Linked DNA regions of Mus musculus: all the other regions are linked to region 1. The links are chromatin contacts, called in public Hi-C and Micro-C maps. All regions are on one chromosome and are shown on one strand. The core of a region is the stretch at or near the end of the contact, and the rest is flanking DNA. Distances in the headings are between cores, read along the strand shown. Region 1 has its middle 5.5 kb from the start of Gm25609. Region 2 has its middle 110 kb from the start of Nr5a2. Region 3 has its middle 120 kb from the start of Gm25609.

Region 1 (3,771 bases), core at 498-2,997:
TCTGGGGTACCACAGTTTTGGTCAACATAGTGTTAAAACAGGACGGGTGGGAAGCCTAGAACAGCCAAGAAGAAGCCCCGCATTGAGCAGACATTTCAGTCAGTTCTCACTGCAACCCTACAACCCATCTGGATGGTTTCTGTTTTACAGATAAGGAATCGGTGACTCTGGACAGGTGCCACACTGGGTCCTCTGGCCACAAGAAGTCAGCCAGCCTGGATGGGAATACAAGTCTGTCTCACTCACTCAGAAATTCAGGATAATTTAGAAACTACTCATATTTCTTCTCACTGTAATTTCTATAATCTGCAGTGCCTTGTCTACTTTTGAGACGTACTATGCATTTTCTGAATCAAAACCATGTTGTCTAGATCTGGAGATATATGGGGTTGCTTCCTTCCTGGTTATCTGAAAGGACATTGGGAAAAATATTACAATACGTAATTCAAAACGCAGAGGCAGACAAGGGCGCAGACTTTACACGGACAGAATTAAAAGAGGGGAAATGAGAAAGTAACTAAATAAAAACCGAGCAACTGGATGACTAAAACTTTTAATTATCTAAAGATAAATTCATGTTTTTAAGAAATTAATTAAGTATCTGAGTAGTGAGGTGATCACACTCCTCAATTGATTTGATTAACATTCTAAGGAAATATGAAGTCATATTGACAATATTAGAAAATTTTGTATGCATGATAAAATATGCATAAGGAAAATATCACAGCAGTGGGGAGTGCCATAGAAAAAGTATATGATGTCAATTTTTCTAAAAACAAATCATGTTTTCAGTTGAAGTGAAAAACTATTAATTCTCTTTAGCAATGTGAATGTGTCTTAGAAAATAAGGTGAATATGTTACCCCTTAGCCCATCTTGCCTTCCCTTGTGTTCAAGTGAACTCAGAGATTGGCAGTGTCTTAGCGTGAAACACAATTAGTGTTCACAGATAAAGGAGATTACGACCAGAGGTCGTTCCTACTCCAAACACTCCGTCCCAAAACCCACAACCTAAAGCTTATCCCGGGTCGGTTGGTCCAGAAAACTGCTCATCACTAGCCCCTCCCATTTCCTCGGTCTTCTGACCTTCCCCCAGCTGGTCAGCCAGCCCCACAATCCATTAGACGCCGCGGCAAAAATCAAATGTATCCACGCTGGAGCTGTAATTCAATTCATCTTCTCCTTGGGTTTCCTCTGCTCTGTGCCAGGGTCATTTGTAAAGCCATCACTCACTCCAAACAGTTGCACCTGTGCTGCTATTGAAACGCCCCTTCCTCTAGAGGCCAGCCCTCCCTCGCCTCCATCCTCCCAGGCACCCCGGGTCCCCATTGCCCTTTTCCCAGGCACAAAAGCTTTCCTCTGCGAGGGAGGAACGCTAGAATTCCCCCAAGCCTTGGCAAGGAAATATTTAAATGTGATCTGAGGCTCTTCCTTTGTTTTATTTTTCTTCCTAGGGAAATTAATCTCTCTGAGGTATTCAGTGGATTCTTTTGCGCTTCCGTGAGGCAATACCATCCTGCGGGGCGTTAAGTGCTCACAGCTTGCAAAAGCTAAATATTTTCTTTTTTTTTTTTTTTTTTTTTCCTGCCGACACAGATGATACGTGCCTGGTTTCCTCAACCATCTCTAATTGAATACTTTGCTTCCTTGAAATTGTTTTAAACTTGGCTGTGAGAAATGTAGCGATGGACACCCAAGCCTCCCCGACTGGCAAGCGAGGCAGAATGCCTGGCAGCTGTGGCTCTCTAAGAGGTGCCCCCTCCTGACCCATAGTTCCTTGGCTGCTAACAAGCTGGAGAACTAAGCTCCCCTATCACGTCACTTCCTGTCTGCCGCTCCTTGACTATCACCTTTGGCTCCTAGAGGAAACCCCAAGCACTGATTTTTTTACCTTCCGAAGTCTGAAAGGACTTCCAAAGTCAAGCTGGTCCTAAACTCTGCCCTGTGTGAGGTTGGACCACTCACTCACCTTCGCTGACTTCACCTTCGTTATTTATACAATGTTAAGATGATACCAACCCTATAGGGCTGCCGTTATCTCTAGCACAATACCTGGCACACACTTGTATTGACCGTGTTCGTTTTTCTTTTCCATCTATTTTTTTTTTAACATCTTTAAAAGTTGTTGATGAGAGACAAGCTGTACCTCCTAGACCTAGCCATCTTTTAGGGCTAACAAAGGCTACCCTATGGCCCAGAACCCATCCAAGATGCTCATGCTTAGCCTGACCTAAGCTCTTTCCCTCTCCTGCCTCACTGTTCCCAGAGAAACCCCATTAAAGACACTAGCCATGGCTTTTCTGGATCTGCCCTTTCCTACTGACCCACCCTGGTACTAGCCCCCACCCCCACCCCCACCCCCGCCACCGTTGCCGCCCCCACCCCTCCTGTTCCTGGGGTACTGGGGTGGCAGCAAGCTTTCCTGTCACTACTCTTGACCTCTGTGTGAGCTCCCTCAGTCACAACTCAATAGATTAAATGAGGACAATATTTAATTAATGTAAATGTCTCTCCTTCCCACGCTGTCATTTAAGTTAGTGAATGGCCACAAATCATGATTAGATACAGTGGACAAAGACACGAGCCCGGTCTGTGGCTATCAGCACAAAGGGGTTGGAAGACCCGATGGTGGGGAGGCTACTGCGCATGGGCTTCAGCAGGGTGCAGGGGCCCCTTGAGAATGTGCGTTCCCTGATACTGTTGACCCTGGCTCCCTGGACAGTATTTTGAGAATTGTAGTTCTGGGGCATGTGAAAATGAGCAGTTGCATTTAACAACTGCTCTATTGGGATAAACAAGACTCAAGAGGATTAAAACCAAAGTTTGGGGACAGTATCAACAAAGGCCACCAACATAGAAAGGAGGTGTCTGGTTGGCTTGAACCTTGATCTCTGGAATAAGAGCACCTTCCTGATCTTTGAGGAAAGATGACCCAGTGTTGTCTAGGGTGTTGCTGTTTGTTTGTTCGTTTGTTCGTTTGTTCGTTTGTTTGTATGTTTTAGATGAGGGTCACTTGTCCCTCTTTTCCATGTGTTTTTGGCTCATGTGACATGGCCAGTGTTAGTATGGACAGTGTGTCCACTGCAGTAGACTCTCTGTACCCTGCTTTGGAAATAGCAGACAACGGTGACTCAAGCTGTCATCTGACAATAGGACAGCAGAAGGGGGGACTCACCAGGCCACAGGTGTGGCCAGCCAGGCATTGGCAGGCCAGGCAGCAGCAACGTACCTCAATACTTAGAAAGTGGCCCTGTAGGCTAATCCTCAGAGGGGTTCTCTAAGGTGGTGAGCAAAGGTTCTGGCCCATTACCTCCAGGCTCTAAAGGATGCAGCCTGGTTCCTTAGGTCAAACCCCTAGATTTTCCTTCCTCTCTGCCCCTTCCAGTCCCTTTTCTGTAAAATGAAACTAAGCATGCATCGTTAATTCTCTATGGCTGGTTTGTATGTGACTTACCAGGTTTCTCATCTAAATGTAAACTGAAATTGTTTTTCTTTTCTTTTCTTTTTCTCCCCCCCCCCCTTTTTTTTAAGATTGCCACATTCGCAGTGCCACTCACGGGCTGAAGAGATGGTTCAGCAGTTTGGAAGGTAATCTATTCTTGCAGACGATGGGAGTTCAATTCCTACGTCAGATGGCTCACAACCATCTGTGACTCTGACATCTTCTAGACTCGCCGGGCACTGTACACGTGTACACATTCACATGAAAAGAAAAAGAAGATTTTTAACAAAAGCTGGGGACACGCTCAGCACATGTCAAGTCAGCATAGTT
Region 2 (3,771 bases), core at 512-3,011, 150 kb after region 1:
AGCTGACTGGAAAATTGAACCACAAAATTGTGGCTAGGAAGGAATATTTCCTAACACAACCAACACATCCCAAGCTCCTCTCCAGTCTTTCTTATGTTACCAAAGAACATGACTTCTGCCTAGTAAGAGATATAAGAACCTCAACATCAAACAGAGACAGTCATAGGTAGTCAAAGAGGAAAGCAGCGGGGTGGCTTCATCCGAAGCCTAGTGACCACTGCGTTCAAGCTGTCGGTGCTTGCTTTGTACAGGTTGTTTTCTCACTTTATCCTGGTTCCTACATAAAATGATCAGTACACTGGAAGACCATAAGTGGTGGCACAGCAATATTAAGATCCTGTTGGTAATAAGAGCCCTCAGGACCTTTAAAAGAGCACGGTGCTACAGAACTTGAGCTTACTATATGACTTGGCTCCTTTGTCATCTTGAGCAGCAGCTCAGAGTTCTGACCTCCAGGTAAGCCATGTAATACACAGCCTGGCCACAGTGATCTTCTGTTCTGATGAGCATCACAGATGCCCTTAGAACCTTCTATAGGCAAGAAGAGGCCAAGGAAAAATCAGCAGAAACAACAACGTTATCAATGAGCATAAGGTGCCCACACCACAGCCAGTGTGTCAGGAATTTACAACTCCAAGTAGAATACTTGATGCCAAAATAAGTCCTAGGAAAGTGTGTCAGTGGGCACACCCGAAGGGAGCAACCCACACAATTCGCTTCCACTGAAGGGCACTGAAACAGAACATGAAAGAACCCCCACAGCATCATAACTGAGTTTGTGTCTGCTTCATTCCAAATATACAATATGGCAGCGTCTTTGGTTTTTTCAAGATTTGAGAGTTTTGACGTGAATCACGTGTTCTCTGAACTTTCAAGCGCATCTATGTTTGCCACTTGACACTAGACTCTGCTTGAGAAAGTGAAGTGTAGAATCACTGCAGAGTAAGGCTTGATAGACGTGACTTTCCTCCGTGGCTGTAACGGGAATGCAAGCACTTGCCCATTGAACACCCACTGATTACTTAGTTGGGAGTTTGCTCTAATTATTTGAGATTTGTGACTTCTAGAGCTAAGAAAAATGGTGTGAATTAAAGAGGCATGAAATGAGGTTTAGAAGAATCTATACATGGGTCTAATCATCTCATGGTAAACAAATAGAGATAAAAAGCCCAGAATGACCTACGGTCTTAAAGGCATGCTTTTGTTCCCATCTGGAGGAAAATTTCCCATTTGTTCTCCACTCCCTAGACTCAAAAGCAGAACACTCTCATGACCTCTGTTGTCTTCTCATTGTGGAAGAAGTGTATTGCCCTTCCTTAAGCCCAGAGAAGAGTCCTTTATATTTTCCTTTTTACACTCTAGTATCTGCTAGGGAGTAGCATCCTGATAAAAAGGAATACAAAGAACTATACATCTGACATTTAAAAAAAGAAAGAAAGAAAAAAAGGAAAGAAGAAAAAGGAAAAAAACACACAACAAAATCTTGGTTTCAAATATCACACAACTGACTGACACATCCCCCCTCCCCATGGGCCAACAGCTGCCTGACTCATTCTGATATGTTTTGCCTGCCTTAGCTGAGTGGGCTGATGTAAATAGGAAGCGATGAGGAGAATCAATTTGGGGCAAACACTTTTTTTTCAAGGCTGTAACAGGAAGAGATAGGAAGCCCCGGAAGATACTTGATAGGTATTCAACTCAGTAGCAAGGAGGAAGTAGAATGCCGAAGCACTCGGCTAGTTATTTTGAGTTGTCAACGGAAACTGGATACGACAGAGAAAGGACGCAGATAGGATGCGTTCTGTTGCATAGCAACGCAGAGGCTAGAAGCTACTGAACATAGCTGAAACCATCTGTCTCTATGAAAGATGAAGGGGAAATGGTTTAAAACAAAGGGGGGAAAAGGAGAATAGGAATAGGCTAATAAAATTCTTGGAAAAAGTATACAAGACTCCTTGTTCCTTTTTCTTAAAAGCATATTTTGTAGTAACATACACATATTTGTAATGTTTAATATCTTTTCATAGGGTTAATTTTAATACATTCTGAACTCCTATCTTTCCTTATACTTTGCCCTTACAACCCACTTACCTCAAAAAAGGTTTGCAGATGGTTGAGTTGGTGTAATGTCTGTGGACTTTGGGAGACTTGGTTCAAACCTGAAAGTCAGTACCCAATAAAAATGAGCAGTCAATTAGCTTAAGGACAGATCAGGAAAATGATGAGAAAAGAACATTCCATTCCCAGAAAGATAACCTCCTGTCCTGCCCTGTGCCTTCTCCCAGAGAGCTTCCTGAGAAATGGTTCCTGTCTCAGACCCCTGAGCAAAGAGGGACATGCGACACTACACAAGGGTGTTTCATTCCTAGGAAGCCCCCCAGCTCCAGAGGGAAGTGTGCAGAGTGGATAAAGTTTGACTTTTGGAGACAGGAAGCTCTCTTCAGAAATAATGTTCCATTTCCTGCTGCCCAAGATTGTCAGCCCTATAGCTGCTTTTGACGACATAGAAATTCAAGAGCCGGCTTCCTTCCCTCCACCACTAATCTCCCCCCTGATCTCCCCCAACAAGCTGCTTTCAACACATCACAGACCATCGAGTGGGCGGCGGTTTCCCAGAGACCATACTTCTGTGGCCCACTCTCAGGGCTAGGAAGGAGACACGTTCCCATCCCCCTCACAGAGAGCAAGCTGTGAGGGCAGAGGACCTTACCTTCCCAAGGCACCACTAGGCAGTCTGCCTAGGGAAACTTGCTCCCTCCCAGGAGAAGAGAAGAGCTACTTCTTAGAAAGTTGGCTTTGGTTGTACCCGAGGTGGAATTCCACCTCCAGAATGTTCTAGTTGGAAGAAATCTGGTACCCATCGGGTAGAGAGTCTCAAAAACCTAAGAGGTGCATAAGAAAATGCGGAAACGATGAGAAGCAGTGCTGGTTTATCTCTACCACCATCTTTCCTTGAGTTGATTTGGTTCGGGGCTTGGTTGCTTTTGTGCTGGTGCTGAGGATTGAACCCAGGGCCCTGAGAATACTAAACACATGGGTCCTCTACCACTGAGTGTGTCCATGGTCCTTAACTTCTTCTACAATGACACTATAGACTCTCATACAGTACAGTAAGGGTACACACTGCACTCAGCACGCTGGGGTCCACCCCACAGAGTCCCCCATTGGTTATCTCTTTGAATTTCTTGTCTACAAAACATTATAGGATGCTGAGGATCTCAAAAGACAAGTCAAAGTGTGCCTTAGGAAACCCATGTATGCACAGTAAGCACTCACAAAACAGTGACGAGCATTCTAGCAAACTGATTGTAACTGATAAAATGTAAAAATCCTCATCAAAATAAGGGAGTCTAGAGGAAGTAATAAGGTGTGCAGATCTCTGCAAAATAGTGAAAAATATTTTCCTTACTGAAATATCAAGAACTCATAATTACATGACCTGTGTATTTTGTTGTTGTTCTTGTTGTTGTTGTTTTTTTAAAGTGTATAAGCCAGGCATAGTGCGTTTACTGTAACTCCCAAAGTAAGAAAGATGAGTCAGGGGGATTTTTGAGTTTGATTCCAACCTGGGCAACAAAATGAAATGTTTACTCAAAACAGGAGAGACAGGGAATATGAAGAAGCACAATTAAGTACATACGTCTATAGCAATTAATAATAATGATGTGTGTGTACGTGCATGTGAGTATATGTGTGTTCAAAACTGGTCTTTGACTTCTTCTATATTTTGCCATAATGATCAGGTATTTCCTTTGATGCAAACATTAACCT
Region 3 (3,771 bases), core at 492-2,991, 130 kb after region 1:
GCTGCATATGTATCAAAAGATGGCCTAGTCGGCCATCACTGCAAAGAGAGGCCCATTGGACTTGCAAACTTTATATGCCCCAGTACAGGGGAACACCAGGGCCAAAAAGGGGGAGTAGGTGGGTAGGGGAGTGGGGGGTGGGTGGGTATGGGGGACTTTGGGTATAGCATTGGAAATGTAAATGAGCTAAATACCTAATAAAAATGGAAAAAAAAGATTGCTCTTCAAAATCCCCATTAGTTCAATTGAATCTATTTTTTCTTCACAAGCACATGTGTATATGCAATGTGTGTGAGAGTATGTGTGTATGTGTGTATGTATGTGTGTGTGTTGCAGTGACTGGATCCAGGACTACGCATGCAAAAGTCATACAACTGAATTGTACTCTTAATACTTTGAAAACATTGATAGTAACAGAACTTAACAAAAATAGCAGCTGAATTTTGGGGGGTTTTTTTTATTGTTGTTGTTCAGACTCAAGAAAACATAGTTCTATACCCAACAAGTATACTATAGCTTCAACTCTCCAAAGAAGATTATCCCACAACATCATTCAAGGTCTTTTGTCAATATGTCTTACAAAATCATTTTTCTTGCATGTCTTGTTTTTTCTTGCATGTCTTTGTTTTTCTCTAGCTTTATTTCTTTTCTTTAATTTTAAAGTCACAACTCCTAATATACACAAATTATGTCCTTTCACAGTATATGTAAAGTTTGATAATAATAAATACTAAGAATTCTCAATTACATACATGTATACATATAACACATGTGTACATTTATATAGACACTCACAAACATATTTGTGCACCCATGATATACATATACTACTTATTACTAATTATTTGTGCACCCATGATATACATATACTGCTTATTACTAATTATTTGGAGGAAAATCTCAGGTTCTTATTTCAAAAATTAAGTATAACAGTATCTAATTCTTTATATGCAAAACCAGAATAACTACACTTTATTCTTGGCAAACTTTGACACTTTTCTCTAAAAAGTCCCCATTCCATTTTTCCAAAGATCAGTTGCACAGATATGTTCTGTTTCTAAGAACTTAGAATAGTGTGGCTTTAAAAAGTTGAAAAAACTAATTTTTTAATCATTAACTGGTCTCATCGTTTTCATCTAGGGCTCCTAGATTCTTTGATTTTGTTCTATACTTCCCCAAAGGTTTCTCCATTAATATTAACAGCTTTTTGAATCTCATTACTCTGATTTATGCCTTTTCAATTTATTTAAGGTTGTGTCAATATTAAGTTATCCGTCCCTTGTGAGCAACTTCAATAATGTTTAGATGCAAAATACTCTTAAGCATTACCTGGCAGGCAAAAATCCATGTCATTACTTATAATGCCCTCCTCCCTCGCAGAATTAACTAATAATTAATGAGGGTTATGTTAAGAATACAGAGACAACCTAAAATACTATAGTAAAAATATTACAAGTTATTCTGGAACTTTTATTTCATTTCAAATGTTCTTGTTCTTGTGTAAAAGAGAGTGAGGGATCACAGGGGAAAGTTCTAATGTTTGAAACTATTATTTCCTGGGCATCTAGGAGAAGTTGTAAATAAAATTTAAAAAGTCTTCAGACTAAAACGTCCATTTTGGAGACTTCCATATTGAAGAGGACAAAAGGAGAAAACCTGCGGCCACAACGCTGAGTCACCCTAGCACTCACTCCTGTGGGACAGCTAGAAAAAGAAACAAATGACAGGCAAGAGGATAGGCATCAGCATCCCTGTTGCTAAGCAACGTGATTTCCACACAGAAAGCTTCAGGGAGTCTAGGAGAAAAGTCCTACAACCAAACCGAGTTCCGCAAGGTTTCCAGATAGACAATGAGTATACAATTTGACGGTGGGCAAGCGAGATGGCTCAGCAGGGGAAGGACGCTTGCTGCCCCTTCACACTCACACACTGGAAGGAGAGATTTGGCTCCTTAAAGATGTCAGTTGGCATCCACCCTAAGCCTAAACACATGCAGACCTCTCACAGGAACCAAATTAAGGTAATTTTTAACTTAAAAAAAAAAAACCAGTATATCTATATATTATCAATAGACACGTGAATGTTTGGATTTAAAATACCATTTTTTTCTCCCTCCAAAGGATGAAATATTTGGGGCGAGGAGATGGCTTGGTTGGAACAGTGCCTGCCAAGCAAGCATGAGGTTCTCAAATCCTCAGAGTTCATGTAAAATCTGAGCATGATGACATGCATCTCTAATCCAGGGAAGAGGTGAGAAGCAGAGATACAGATACCCAGAAGTTGCTGCCCAGGCAATCTAGTCAACTGGTCAGCTCTGGGTTCAACAAGAGTCCTGTATCCAGGTAGAGAGCAACAAAAGAAGCTATCTAACCTCAGCATCTAACCTCCACATGCACACACACACACACACGCACACGCACACGCACACATGCACACATGCACACATGCACACGCACACACGCATGCACATGCACACACACAGGGCAGGTATGTTGCTAGGTCTAGTAGCACATGCTACTAAGTATCTCAGTATCCAGAAGGCAGCTGCAAGGAGAACTGCTGTGAGTTTAAGGCTAGCCTGATCTACCTAGCAAGTTCCAGGCAAGACAAAACTATACAATGAGATCCTGCCCACACATCCCTGCCCCCTCCCCAAAAAAAAAAAAAAAAAAAAAAAAAAGAGAAAACAAATGCCCAAAATAAAGATCCTGTCACCATGAAATGCTAGAAACATGACACTTCTGTGCCTCCTCCATGCTGGTGGAAGCTGCTGAATGAACACACTCTGAAAGACACCTTGCTGGTTTCTTAGACAACTAACCATGAAACTGCAAAGTGACCCAGGAACTACACACTTAGCTATCTACATCTCTATTTATGTGCTATTTATATGCAAAGGCATCTAGCAGTTTATTTATGACAACAAAAACAAAGTAGGAAAACAGATTCCCTAATGAGGAGAACAATCATATGACCTGTAGTCCACCTCAGGACACCAGTCAGGAATCAAAGGGAACAAACTGGGGACACAAACCTGGAGGGATCGTAATCAACAACAACAACAACAAAACTATTATCAACAGGAAACCTAACTCCAATAGGTTACATACATGCTGTGCAGTTACATTTATATGACCGTTTTTGAAAAGATAAAATTACAGAAATGGAGAAAATAATTAACGGTTGCTAGAAATTTCAGAGGGGTAAAAATGAATGGCAGTAAGTCTGGCTACACAAAGACAGAGGAGGAAGGAGGCTTGTAGAGGCGGAAATAGTGTCTTGAATCTATAAATGTCAGGGTCTTGGTTGTAAATTTTTACTAGAGTTTTGCAAAATGTTTCCATTTAGAGAAACTGGGTGAAAAATGTGCAGACAGAGCTGGAGAGATGGCTCAGTAATAATTAAGAGTGTGAACTGCTCTTCCAGAGGACCAGAGTTCTGTTCCCAGCACCCGCATAAGGCATCTCTCAATTGCATGTGACTCTAGCTCCAGAAAATCTGATGCTCTCTTCTGGCCTCCTCTGTCACTGCACTCAGAAGCACAAACCCACACATAGATGCATATGATTAAAAAATAAAATCTTTTATAGAAACAGAGAAAATGCCTATTTCAACATCATGTGAATCTATAATCACCTCAAAATAAAAAATGAAATCTAGAGGCTGGATAAATAGATCAACAGTTAAGAGCACTTGTTATTGCTGGGACCTGGGTTCAAATCCCGTAGCTCACAAACATTTATAACTCCAGTTCCAGGGGATTGCCCTCTC

What was found. A called contact is a pair of places that touch in the nucleus more often than the background predicts.
Region 2: a Micro-C map of granulosa cells shows a contact between it and region 1, with 2.6 times the contacts expected there. The contact joins two enhancer-like sites. A contact is called at or near these places in 4 of 484 Hi-C or Micro-C datasets (cortical neurons, granulosa cells and nephron progenitors).
Region 3: a Hi-C map of neural progenitor cells shows a contact between it and region 1, with 5 times the contacts expected there. The contact joins two enhancer-like sites. A contact is called at or near these places in 4 of 484 Hi-C or Micro-C datasets (cortical neurons, granulosa cells, nephron progenitors and 1 more).

Annotation. Positions count from the first base shown.
Region 1 is chr1:137,219,262-137,223,032 of GRCm38.p6, reverse strand. No RefSeq gene overlaps it. Among named protein-coding and RNA genes, the nearest start is that of Gm25609, 5.5 kb to the right of the region's middle. Within about 2 kb of position 1,747, at least 19 of the 459 cell types and tissues checked have an H3K27ac peak or open chromatin away from gene starts, as enhancers often do. A contact at or near this core is called in cortical neurons, granulosa cells and neural progenitor cells, where this site is marked.
Region 2 is chr1:137,072,916-137,076,686 of GRCm38.p6, reverse strand. No RefSeq gene overlaps it. Among named protein-coding and RNA genes, the nearest start is that of Nr5a2, 110 kb to the right of the region's middle. Within about 2 kb of position 1,761, at least 46 of the 459 cell types and tissues checked have an H3K27ac peak or open chromatin away from gene starts, as enhancers often do. A contact at or near this core is called in cortical neurons and granulosa cells, where this site is marked.
Region 3 is chr1:137,089,956-137,093,726 of GRCm38.p6, reverse strand. No RefSeq gene overlaps it. Among named protein-coding and RNA genes, the nearest start is that of Gm25609, 120 kb to the left of the region's middle. Within about 2 kb of position 1,741, at least 16 of the 459 cell types and tissues checked have an H3K27ac peak or open chromatin away from gene starts, as enhancers often do. A contact at or near this core is called in neural progenitor cells, where this site is marked.